Regions from separate parts of the Mus musculus genome. Here all the other regions are linked to region 3. Evidence: chromatin contacts called from public HiChIP or PLAC-seq and promoter capture Hi-C data. All regions are on one chromosome and are shown on one strand. The core of a region is the stretch at or near the end of the contact, and the rest is flanking DNA. Distances in the headings are between cores, read along the strand shown. Region 1 overlaps Dnmbp (dynamin binding protein). Region 2 overlaps Abcc2 (ATP-binding cassette, sub-family C (CFTR/MRP), member 2). Region 3 overlaps Got1 (glutamic-oxaloacetic transaminase 1, soluble).

Region 1 (4,234 bases), core at 854-3,353, 430 kb after region 3:
TCACTTTCCTCTACCCAACCCTCTCGGGCTCCTCCGATGCTTTCTGGGAACAGATCTACACTGTCAGATAATAACGTCCTGAAGAGGTCCTGGCACTGAGCTCAGGGGGTCCTTAAAGCAACATACTGCCCCTGAAGAAGAAAACCAGAGGCCTCCATCCTCGCTACAGCTCCAAGGAACCTGGAAACTGCCTTGCCAGATAGTTAGTCACAAAATGCTTTCAAGGCACAATGTATTGGCTGCCACACAGTGTGATAATGTCACTCCCTGACACCTGGAACACTCTAGAAAGCTCCTCAGAAACTACCTCAGGAAAGAGCAAACTATATGGGCCCGTGATTTTGGAACCTTCTGCAGTAGCCATTCAATTAAGCTAACTCACTTTAGAAACAAGAATGAAATTGTGCCAACTGAACTTTAAAAAGAAAAAACAAAAACAAAAACAAAAACCCATACTGTAGGAAATCTTAGGATGAACGACCAGTTTCATCAACAAATAAATTATGTGCAAAAGATTTCAATTTAAACTCAGAACAAATTTAAACTGTTTAAGAAATGTATGAAATGCCAGCTATGTCATTTTCTTGGACTGATTTTTAAAATGGATTCTTTAAGAAGATAATGGGTCTAGGGAAATGACCTGACTTTGAATCTCTGGAGTCCACACAAAGACTGACCTCCGTAGTGCACACATCTGTACCCTAGCACGTATCACCAGGGAGGCAGAAGTCAGAGACGAAAGATTCTCCAGGAGCTGGCAGGTGGTCGAGCCCAGGTTATGCAGCAGCAGGGAGACTGCCTTGAACAAGCCGGAAGAAGGGCAAAGCCCAGCGCCTGAAGCTTGTCCTTGGACCTCCAAAAGTGCACCATGGTACAGGGGAGCCCCCAAGAGCCACACAAGTACACATGCATAATTAGTTCATTAAAAAACGATTGCGTGTGACTATAATCCTAGCACTTGGGAAGCTGAGGCAGAAGGACCGCCATGAGTTGAAGGCTGGGTAGAGTTCAGTTACTGTCGGCCACAGACCTTTACATAAGGTTCCTTACCGAGAATATCGAGCTTCGCCACATTAGACTGAGGGCTAAAGCGTTACTTTCCACCTGTGATCATCCTGGAGACTCCACGAGCCAGGCGCTCATGTAAATGGCTAACCCGCTCACTGCTGGTATAGTATATTACATTAGTTATATTGAAGATAAGGTCTCCCCACAGCGCTGGCCTCAGGACAGCATTATCCCATCCTTGTAGCAGCTGTCAGTCAACTATCCCACCCTGTGCTTTGAATAGGAGGTCTGGCCAATGAGGTACTACAGCGACCTGACAGCGCAGAGCCAGATCCAGAACACTACTTATTGTTCAGAAACAACAGAAAGGGCAACAAAGTGTCTACTTTACTAGAGATGGGAGGAGAGAACAAACCAGAAAAGGGAGGTCACGGGTGTGAGGCTGGGGAGTGAGGTACAACTCGGCACATCCATTGCAACTTTTTCTGCTGACGGGGGCAGGCTCATTTGTGCTGAAAGAATCACAGCAGCAGCAGCATGAGAACAATGCCTGCCTGGCGTGCACGGGGCCCAGACCCCATGGCTGGAGGTCAGCACCAGGCGTTCTCCCCTGGTCGGCTCCCATCATAGCTGTCAGCATCCCAGATCCTCACTCTGCCTCCGGAAAAAACACATCACGCCCTCCTCACCCTCATGCCCAGACCCCCACCCCCCAAGCAGAGGCTGGCACAAAGGCAGAGCCTACCTGGGTGGACAGGGTGCTAGACTCTGCTCACACTGTCAGGGAGCAAATGGGATTCCACTCCCCCACCCTGCCAGAGAATCGGAAGGAGGCAGAGAAGTGTACTTTCTCATCCCCCCACTCCTGCAGGCTTCCTGTCTGGGCCATAAGATGGATTCGTTTGAAGGGGCACAGTGAGGTGCCTGGGTATTTATTGAAGGGCTGAGTAAGGTGTCGGCTGTATTCCAGACGGTGGCAAGGGTTATGCAAACTGGGGACACATTCCAGCCGGTCAGGATCCAGGGATGGGCATAAGGAGGAAGTACAGCTGTGTGGAATTGAACATGCTGATGCTAGGAACGTTAACTTAGGAATTAGCTCACTTCCTGCTATTTATATGATCACATGTCCAAAGCACAGACCACGGGGCAAGCAGAGATTAGGGAAACAAAACAATTATGGTGGAGGTTTATTTCAGTGTCAAGAGAAAACAGGTGTGCTGCTGCTGCTGCACACTGTAATTCCAGCACTTGGGAGGCTGAGGCAGGAGGATCTTTGAAATTCCTAGGCCGGCAGGATCTTCATAGCAAGCTCCAGGCCAGAGGCCAGGGTTACACAATGAGACCTTTACTTAAAAAAAAAAAAGAAAAAAAAAGGAAAAAGAAAAAAAAAAAAGAACAAGCTATTTTCTTCACTCCATTTATTTATTTTGTGAAAGGGGAAACTGTGATCTGAAGGGGGAGAAAAAGGAGGGTCTAAACCTGTGCTAAAGAACATTACATCATCCTATAAGTGCCTCCCTGCTTCCGGGGCTGGGACCTGCTCCACTGGGGTCCAGACCACAAATGTTCCGAGTTCAGCTGTGATGATTCATTTGGGGTTCGGGGCTCAGTACGTTGTGGCGCCTTCAGGCTCAGTCTGGTCCAAGGGACCAGCAGACTTCTCCCCACGCCTAAAGCTAATTACAGCCTGTTACCCTCCTCCATCCTTCCCAGAGGACCAAGGTGAGACCAAAGTGAGCTAATGGCCTAACCCTGTACAAGGAGGAAGGCTCTGGAACCACGGGGTTAAGCGCATCCCCTCCTCCACAGCATAGAAATAGTCAGTTAACAGGCTGGCACCAAAGCTGGGGCTATAGGGATTTGCTTTTCTATATTTTACAAACTTTCTATGTATAATAATAACAATTTTATACACACACACGAATTAGGGGGAAAATACTGGTTTAAAGTGGGAAAGCAGGGACAGTGGTAACTAAGTGCCCAGCAGCTGTCACTGAAGGCCACCTATGTCCACGTGTTAAATAACTGCAGTATGTCTTAGGAGATCCTTAAGGGTTATACCTAGAGTAGAAACTGAACCAGGGTAAGTTCTTTTGTGTCTTTATTGATGATCACACTGACGACTACAGTTATAATACGTGACTCTCCTTCAGGACACAGCTATTTAGATTTTGACTTTCAACAGCAGAAGGAAAATGTGGCCTCATTGTGAAGTATTAGACCCTCGGGATTTGACCATACATTAATATACGGAGAGTACAGAAATCCTGGGGGGCTCTTATTTATGCTAGTAACGACTCGACATCAGGCTCAGGATTTGGGTTTGCCGCCGGAGTGACGCCATCTTGTTTCCTAGAGGACAAATTCTGTGAGTGTTCCGTAAGGGGCTAACAGCTATCCAGCTGTCCGTGACACAAAAATCTCAATAAATTATAAGCAGAGGAAACACCTTCCCCTGATGAAGGGCACACACACAAACTGCACACCTACCGCTGGGAGGCATTGCGTGGCACCGAGCCTGCACGGCACATGGAGGGGCCTTTGAAGGCACATCGCTCCTTGATCAGAATTACACCAAGTCTGAGTATAACTATATTCACAACATTAACATACAATTTACACCAGTTGCAAATACATTTCTAGTGTCAATAAATACCTTTTTACTAAAGATTGATAATCATTCATATTATAAAGAACACTAATACAAATTTCAAAAAAAAAAAATCAGAATTATCTGAAGCAGTATCTCCTTAAATGTGTTTCATCGCATCTGACTGGGGAAGCTAAGCAGGGTTGGACTTGGTTGGTACTTGGATGGGAGACCTAAACAGATGCTGTTGGCTTAGAAAGAATGAAAGAAAATACAGATCTGAGAAATACCAGTTTCCTAACTTATATATTTCGTAGTACCATACAGTAGGCCAATTTTCAGTAGCTTTTCTTTTTAAAACTAGGTATTTTTCCTAGTAAGAAGGTCCACATGTTGTCCTAAGGAAATACATTCCTGGATCTGTGCATTCTGCTTCAGAAACCCAGAGAGACAGAATTAAATAGAGAGGATGAGAGAAAAAACCCATGGTAAGTATCTTTAACTACTAGTAACCAGCTAGAAAATAACAACAAGAAATAAGACTCACAATAGGATCAAATTAAGGAAGAACGAAGCTCGCCCTTCTAGGCTCGCATGGAGGACTCATGCTCCGACAAAGGAGCCGAGGAGAGC
Region 2 (4,147 bases), core at 270-2,769, 310 kb after region 3:
TCATCGAGACATAGACTCCATCGAATAGGGCCAAGACTGAGGTTCCAGTACCAGAAGGAGGTATAAGTTAGGGCTCTGTCACAGAAGAAGGTGGTAGAACGTTTCTGGAAATAAGTCCAAAGTTTAAAGAGAAATTGCAAGAGAGTTAAATTACCTGAGTCTCTGAAAGCTGATATACTGTCTTTATATACTCTGTCTAAGGTGTGGGATTGCTTGCAGGGCTAAGGTACAGTTGAGTCTGTGGTAGTGGTCAGGAGGTTCCAATTGTGGCAAAGTCATGGCTAATGACAAAGTCAAAAATCCTTTCTTCCCCTTAGTTTTATTTCCATAAGGGCAACTCTTTATTAAGTGATGTTTTATTTATTTGAATTTTTCATATAATAGAACTTGAGTATATTTTCCCCTCCCCCAACTCCTTCCAGATTCTCTCCCATCTCCCTTCCCACCCAGTTTCATGAAAAACCAAATCAAACCAAAGCAACTACACAAAACATGGAGTCCGATTTGTGTTGGCTATGTTACCAAATTTTCTTATTCCTCACTGTTTTCTGTGACCTTCTCTAGGCCAGCGTCTCTGTAGACCGGCTGGAGCAGTACCTGGGAAGCGATGATCTGGACTTGTCTGCCATTCGCCATGTCTGCCATTTTGGTAAACAAATTTGGAAGTTATTTCCACAAATTATTCACAGTGCTAGAAGCAGACTACTTATAGGCAGGGCTTAAGCACAGCAACCAATGAAAAGGAAGAGCTAGGAGATCCATTCTGAATTGATTTGTCTTGTATAATAAACAGTACAAACTATGTTCTCACTTAAAGATAAGTACTTAGCCAGATTTCTAAGCAAAACAGCTATTTGGAGATAAGCAGGGAGTCCTGCAAGGGACCCAGGAAACAGAACTCAGACTAGAGCCAAGTGTGGGGATGGGGAAGGTAACTTGGGATAACAGAACATGAGGGTTCTGAATTGTAAGGCATCCATTGCCAGAGCAGTGGCCCTGGAGTCCAAAACACGGAGGGCTCAAATAAGGATATAGAACTCACGTGGAAGATTAGGTAACAGAGGGCTGGGGGAAGGGTGGGGGTGGAGATGTGGGGGTATTGGGGCTGGGGTTGGGATGGCCAGGGCATCTAGAGGTCCAAAGAATTTGAGTTTCCAAGTTTAGGTTCATTGCCTCCTGCTAGTATAATAAGCTCAGCACCTAACAGAGGTGATTGCGGGGGCTGATAGATGAATCAGAGACACATGGGCTAAGGAAAGACGGACAGTCACTCCAGTACCGGCATGTCACTAAAAGAGAAGGCTTTTCCCCTCCTCTCAATAGATAAAGCTGTGCAGTTCTCAGAAGCCTCTTTTACTTGGGACCGGGACTTGGAAGCCACAATCCAAGAGTGAGTTCGATCCCCTTGCTTTCCAGCTCTTCCTCAGGATCCTACCCTGTTCTCAGAAGACTCTATTCAGTGGAACACCAGAAAAGACTGTATGTTGTACTCACCTGGATACTAGTTTAGGCTCTGCCCTGGAGGGGTGAGCCGAGAGTAAAGGTCCCTCGCCTTTCCCCATGACTCTGTCTTCTATCGGCTTTCGTACACGTGTCTTCAGTTAAAAAAAAAAAAAAATCCATGAAGACCTTTGTTCCTCCAGATACTAGGTGGAGAAAGTGCACGCACTTCGTGAACTTTAGAATCTGGCTTTTCTCCCCAGTCTAGGCAATGGGAACCATTGCTGTAGATGTCAGACGTGGGTGTGGCTGTACACACCTGCCGTCTCTGAAGCCAGGAGGCTCATGCAAAGGGATCCTTACTTTGAGTCCCGTCTGGGCTAAGCTACTGTAGACTACTCCTGTTCACTACTATAACCAACTCATTCTTGCGTGCTGTTGTATATAGAGAACCAGTTAAGCCCACCCCATTTTGGACTCCAGAACCACCATTCACTCCAGCTATGGGTGCCTTCCAATTCAGAAACTGTGTGTTGTTTCGTCCCAAGTAACGAACTCCATGACTTCCTACCCTCTCTCCTATTCCTGTAGCCTTCGAGTGCACTCTAGGGTCAGCACCAGGGTCAGTCAGAGCAAAAGGCACTGCTCTAGCCCTCCCAGCCAAAAGCTTTCCTTTGTAGAGAGGAAACCAGACACAGTTCCCACTTCACTGCTGCCGTCCAGAGCAGGTTGGGAAAGACTATGTGACAGCTTTCCGATGTTCCAAGTGCATTCTGAACTCAAATAGTTAAGCAGGCACAAAGAGTCCCTGGGATTCTAACTCAGTGTCCCCAGCCACACCTGTCCCCAGCCACAGAGGTCTGATCTTCAGGGTTAGGGTTAGGGAAGGGAATTTGCTTTCAGCAAGATCATAGAACAAATACATTTGAGAAGCATTAAATAACGAGTTTAGTGTAGAAGCAAAAATCCAACTTTGCTACTTTAAAAGCAAAACCTTGGTCCAAAGAAAGTGACCTGTCAGAACTGCCCGACCCCACAGTATCGGAGTCGAGACCTGAACCAAATCAGGTGTCGAGGCTCCTGAGAGGATGCCGTTCAAATGTTCAAATGAGAACTTTTCCCCTCTAGGGAAACATGTACAGTTGCAATTGCCCCTTGAGTAGGAACTTCTTTGATGAGTCTGATAAAAGGAACGCATCCTTCAGTGTCTTGGAACTTAGCAATAATAAAGATGCACTTGAGGGTCTCATACACTCACGGCGAAGTCTCTAGTCTTGATGGGAAAGTTATCTAAAATGAGATTTCATAAAGAGTCAGAGAAATGCCTTGAACGACTGCCCCCCACCCACCCACATCCTTCAAAAACATTTCTCTCTTTCAGTGTGAACCTGGACATAAAACCAGGCCAACTGGTGGCTGTGGTGGGCACTGTAGGCTCTGGGAAGTCCTCTTTGATATCAGCCATGCTGGGAGAAATGGAGAATGTCCATGGGCATATCACCATCAAGGTGAGTGGAAGTGTAATGGAGAAAACTCGCGACCCCAAACGCAGGCCTTAGTGCGGTTTCCTTATTTGGCTCTTAGAGACATCTGATTCGACTGTGAACTGTAGATGTTCTGCCTCACTCCAGTCTTATACAATCAGACTCTGGGGAAAGAACCTAAGGCTCTGAAGTTTTAATGAGCTGTCAAGGTGATTCGTACACGCATACCAGGTTATTTAAACCGTTGACTAGAGATGGCTTCCTTCACAGTATAGGCATTTCTGTTGTAGATGTGTGTGTGTCTGAAAACCTCACATCTACAAAATTATGCAATAAAAGTAAAAGGACCAGGGGCTGGAGAGATGGCTCGGCAGCTAAGAACACTGACTGCTCTTTCAGAGGTCCTGAGTTCAAATCCCAGCAACCACATGGTGGCTCACAACCATCTGTAATGGGATCTGATGCCTTCTTTTAGTGTGTCTGAAGAGAGCAATCATATACTCATATACATAAAATAAATAAATAAATCTTTTAAAAAAATCTTGAAACAACAACAACAAAAAAATCTTTACTTTGTAATCAGAGTCCCAATAATAAGCAACAATAAAATCAGTAATGACAGTAAAGTCAACACTGGCACATTTGCACCTAACGTCATAACTAGTCCTGAGTCTCTCATCCTCCCAGTGACTGTAACTGAACTCAAATCCTTGTAGAGACAAGACAAATGCTCTCCCTCTGAGCTATAGCCCAATTGTCTCTTTGCTTTAACACCTCCCCCCACCCCGTGTGTGTGTGTGTGTGTGTGTGTGTGTGTGTGTGTGTGTGTACTTGTGCCACAGTGTCCATGTCAAGGTCAGAAGCTAACCTCAGATGTCTCTGTTGCTGTTCATGATTTGTTTACCGGGTTAGCTGACCCACGAGCTTCCAGAACGGGTTCTACTCTCTCTGCTTCCCAGTTCCCCTTGGGGCACTGACGTCACTCGGACACATCCTACTGCGTCCAGCTTTGCATGGGTTTTTGGAACTAACCTTTTCTGCCAGCTCCCTTTTCTTGCATTTTGATTTAAAACACGTTTGTAGCCTGTCTCCTTCTGCAGCCCACGCTGGCCTTGAATTTGTGATGTCCTCTCTCAGCCTCCCGAGTAGCTTTCATTTCACGCTGTGGCACAGTGCCCAGTGCTCCTTCTCTGAGAGCTACATCTTTAAGCAGAATTCCTAAA
Region 3 (3,726 bases), core at 1,052-3,551:
CTAGGCCAGTAAGTGATGATGAGTTTGGAACAAGATCTCACAAGGGAGCCCTGCTAGGTAAAGTTCCCTCTCATTAGTCCTTTGGCCACCAGGCTCAGGCCACTACTGTTGTATTAACTCCACCCTCTGCAGACCCTCTAAGGGACCTGTCACCATTCCTTTCCCTAGCTCCCAAGCCCCACCCCCCCCCTCCGATTTTCTTCAGGTTAAAATACATTTTAAAAAAAGATTTTAAAATAAAGTATTTATGAAAACTCAATAAATTGTAAATAATTTTTAAATAAAATAAAAATGTGTTTTCCTGGACTAGCTGCTTTGCTTGCCCATGGGATTCTGGAGTTTGAAAATGGTTTCATTTGAGATGCGTGTCAGACAATGCACAGGTGTCAACATCTCACCTGTGTGGCCCACCTGCCTGCAGGGCACTAACTACCCTTGAGGCAGGTGCGAGGCTGAGGTAAGGTTACAGCAAAGTTCGGGTACTTCAGGTAGACTTTGCTTTGGGAAGTCAGGTGAGTCGGATTTTTATAGGAATGAACGGCAGAAGAGGGAAGTAAACCTAAGACTGGATGTAAGTGGAGACAAGGGGGTATTAAGAGGATACTGAGAAGGGCCAGTGGCTGCTGAACCCATGTGACCATGAGAAAAGACCAGGATGTTGGAGGCCAGACCCTACACCCCTGAGACTCTGCTGGCTTTCTCGGACCTTCTGGAACATCAAGATGGCCCCATTCCAGTGGTTCCTACGCAAAGGCTAGAGGCAGGAACAAGAAAGCAGTGGGCCAGAGGTTCCGTGTGCAGTTAGCTGGCTCCAGAAGGCGGACCAGCCAGGCAGCTTGCAAGCAGTGTAACAAGACCATTAGAGGGTTATGCTGGAACAATACAGGATTCTTCTCTGGAGACCCAATCGGGGCTATTCTTTCCTTAATACGCTAAAGGCTGTTTTCTCTGGGCTACACTTAGCAGGTGGTGTAATAAAGGCTGCTTAACTCATTTCTCAAAACTGCCTCTCAAAGGCGCTGATGCCTTTGGACAACTTGATTGAAGTTTTGGCAAGTTGGAGTTTTCTGTTTGCCCACCTCTGAAGTCTACCATGCACCCACATCTGAGAGCTCTTGCAGTGTCCCCCAAACATCCACAGAACCCCAGACACAGTACAGGACACGCTAACCAATTTGTCCCACTTCATCTTTTTTTTTTTTCTTTAAAATACTAAAAACTTTTTTAGCATGTTGGTACTGGCATTGAGACTTAAAGTTGTTTCCTTAATTTAAATAGTTTTGGCACTCCCCCTAGAAGAAAAATTAGAAATTTTTCTAATAAATAAATTTTTATAAAATAAATTTAAAAATAAAAAACTAGAAGAAAAATTCTCTTTCCCTAACAAGAAAAGTATGCCCTAGTAAGAGTTTACTGGGGAGCCAGTCAGTGGTGGCGCACACCTTTAATCCCAGCACGGGAGGCAGAGGCAGGCAGATTTCTGAGTTTAAGGCCAGCCTGGTTTACAGAGTGAGTTCCAGGACAGTCAGGGATACACAGAGAGACCCTGTCTCAAAAAAAAAAAAAAAAAAAAAAAAGGTGGGGGGTGGTTACTGGGTAGGACATTTTGGAGGGCCACATTGATCAAAATTGTTTTTTAAGATTTATTTATGTGTATGCCTTAGCATATGTAGGTACCCCTGGAAGCCAGAAGAGGGCGTCAGATCCCCTTGATCTGGAATTCCGGGCAGTTGTGGTTTCATGTGGGTGCTAGAAACAGAACCCCAGTCCTCTGCAAGAGCAACAAGCAATGCTCTTTTGCTCACAACAACCAAGTCTGTCCCCATCAGAGGTACTGGAGTCTGATGGCTTAAGCCACCCCTAGGGAGAATGCAAGAAACTCTTCCAGGGAAGGCAGCATCCTAGAGCTGAAAGAACAAACCTCAATAAAGGATACAAATGGAAACAAGCTGCAAGCTAACGTCTAATAACCTTTACCTCGTCCACACCCAGCAGCCTGGGGCACCTACAGAGAGTCAGCCCAGCCAGATGGTAGGATCTGCAAGGGCGGAGGGCTTTGCAAAGGAAAGCCAGACCAGGGATAACCACCGTTCCTCTCCGAAGGCAGGAAGCCAGACTGTTTCAGTACCAACAGACTGATTCAAAGAAAGGAATGAGGAATGACGGCAGAATGACAGCAACAGTCCAAATTCTGGCTCAAGGTCAAAGGTCTTTTTTTAAACTAAAAGGCCCTACTAACAGAACAGGGTGTCTTGGTAAGCTTGGAAAGAATTCCGTACCACACCCAGAGGAAAGGGGGTGAGTCAGAGACAACAGGAAGCAAGCAGACTGTTTCACTGCGGTAGCCAGGCTAGACCTGGTGACTTCTGGAGCCGACCATCTTTAAAAATCGTGGGATTTTTATACCTCAAGGGAGTCCTGGGAAATTCTGAAAAGCTACTCTTAAATATTTTGAAAAGTGGTTACTCTGTTGCTTAAAGTAAGGCATAGCCCTACCAATTTTTCCAGACCCACCCTTTTCCCAGAGTTCAGGGACTCTGGAACTTGTGATGTTTAAGCAGCTGTAATGTTTTCAATACACTAGGGACATAGCAGCTCCAGCGGTGACGGAAAGAGCTGGTATTCTAGAATCCCTCTAAATGATATCATCCTAGTTTCTTAAGAAAATGGCTGGTGTCTGAACGATAAACCTACAAAAGCAACATGGACTTACAGCCTGGATCCTACTTGAACTTCCAGTTTCATGAACACATTTTGTTTTTTCCTTTACCTTTGCCATCAGTGAACCCCTCTAAAGACTTCATTCTAAACTGTGGGTGGCAACTCATGAATGGATCACAAACTCCATTTCACTTGTCTTGATCAGCAGTTTTATTTTTTAAATAAAACAGAACAGACTAAGAAAATATCACAATGTGCCACATATCACAAGAGCAAATACCGTTTAGTGGAACTTTCATTTCAGTCAAATACGTAAATCCATTTGTATGTCATGATATAAATATTGGCCACAGTTGCCTTAAAAAAACTAATGTTCCAGACCAGGGACACAACCGTGCGGGGAGATCAGGGTGACGAGAGACAGAGATGGGTGGCGATGATGAGTTTTAATGCCCCAGCCAACACCCACAGTCACATCCGGCTCCTCAGACCAACTTGATCTTTGAGACTAGACTTTTGTACAGTCAGGCAACACGCAGAAGCCCAAGGCTCCGTGGGCATCACTCCTGCAGAATGCTAGAGAGGAAGGCAAGGTGATTACATCTCATAGCCAAAGTTCTTTTTATTCTTAAATAACTTTAATCTACTCTGGTTTCCAACAGGCTCTAACCCCAGAGCCCCCGGGGCTCATTTCAAGAAACGTCTTCTCATGTGGGGGGTCAGCTAAACAGCAGCTGCTTCCCCTCGGTCATCTCTAATAAAGGACGTGTACAGCTAGGTACAGCTAGGTTTGCGCAGGCAGGAAAGGTGTGACAAGAACTGCTTTGGTGGCGTGAACTACGAGGTGTTTCTTCACTGGATTTTGGTGACGGCTTCATGGATGGAGGTAGCGACGTAATCTAGGTTCTTGGTGGTCAAGCCGCACATGTTGATCCGACCACTCGGCAGGAGATAGATATGCTTCTCGTTGACCAAATACTCGACCTGCTTGGCTGTAGAGAAGACAGGAGGGCAAGACACTGACTTAAGCAGTGGACACTCAGAGATCACCATCTTCCTTCTTCC

The links. HiChIP or PLAC-seq counts read pairs in DNA pulled down with a chosen protein or histone mark. Capture Hi-C pulls out chosen DNA fragments and counts their contacts.
Region 1: a contact with region 3 is called in an HNF4G HiChIP or PLAC-seq map of pancreatic cancer cells. The contact joins two enhancer-like sites. A contact is called at or near these places in 1 of 484 Hi-C or Micro-C datasets (pre-B cells) and 2 of 115 datasets of contacts at active chromatin or transcription factors (embryonic stem cells and pancreatic cancer cells).
Region 2: a contact with region 3 is called in a promoter capture Hi-C map of liver. The contact joins two enhancer-like sites. A contact is called at or near these places in 2 of 115 datasets of contacts at active chromatin or transcription factors (both in embryonic stem cells) and 1 of 9 other capture datasets (liver).

What each region holds. Positions count from the first base shown.
Region 1 is chr19:43,928,573-43,932,806 of GRCm38.p6, forward strand. The region is part of intron 1 of Dnmbp (dynamin binding protein); the gene reads right to left. Among named protein-coding and RNA genes, the nearest start is that of Dnmbp, 9.5 kb to the right of the region's middle. Within about 2 kb of position 2,104, at least 46 of the 459 cell types and tissues checked have an H3K27ac peak or open chromatin away from gene starts, as enhancers often do. A contact at or near this core is called in pancreatic cancer cells, where this site is marked.
Region 2 is chr19:43,811,867-43,816,013 of GRCm38.p6, forward strand. Abcc2 (ATP-binding cassette, sub-family C (CFTR/MRP), member 2) reads left to right here. Exons shown (of 32, transcript NM_013806.2): 14 at 565-649; 15 at 1,324-1,390; 16 at 2,822-2,948. Among named protein-coding and RNA genes, the nearest start is that of Gm10768, 25 kb to the right of the region's middle. Within about 2 kb of position 1,520, at least 13 of the 459 cell types and tissues checked have an H3K27ac peak or open chromatin away from gene starts, as enhancers often do. A contact at or near this core is called in liver, where this site is marked.
Region 3 is chr19:43,496,905-43,500,630 of GRCm38.p6, forward strand. It overlaps Got1 (glutamic-oxaloacetic transaminase 1, soluble), which reads right to left. Exons shown (of 9, transcript NM_010324.2): 9 at 2,848-3,653. The coding sequence ends at 3,514. Cnnm1 (cyclin M1) reads left to right here. Exons shown (of 12, transcript NM_001373992.1): 12 at 1-306. Among named protein-coding and RNA genes, the nearest start is that of Got1, 26 kb to the right of the region's middle. Within about 2 kb of position 2,302, at least 88 of the 459 cell types and tissues checked have an H3K27ac peak or open chromatin away from gene starts, as enhancers often do. A contact at or near this core is called in liver and pancreatic cancer cells, where this site is marked.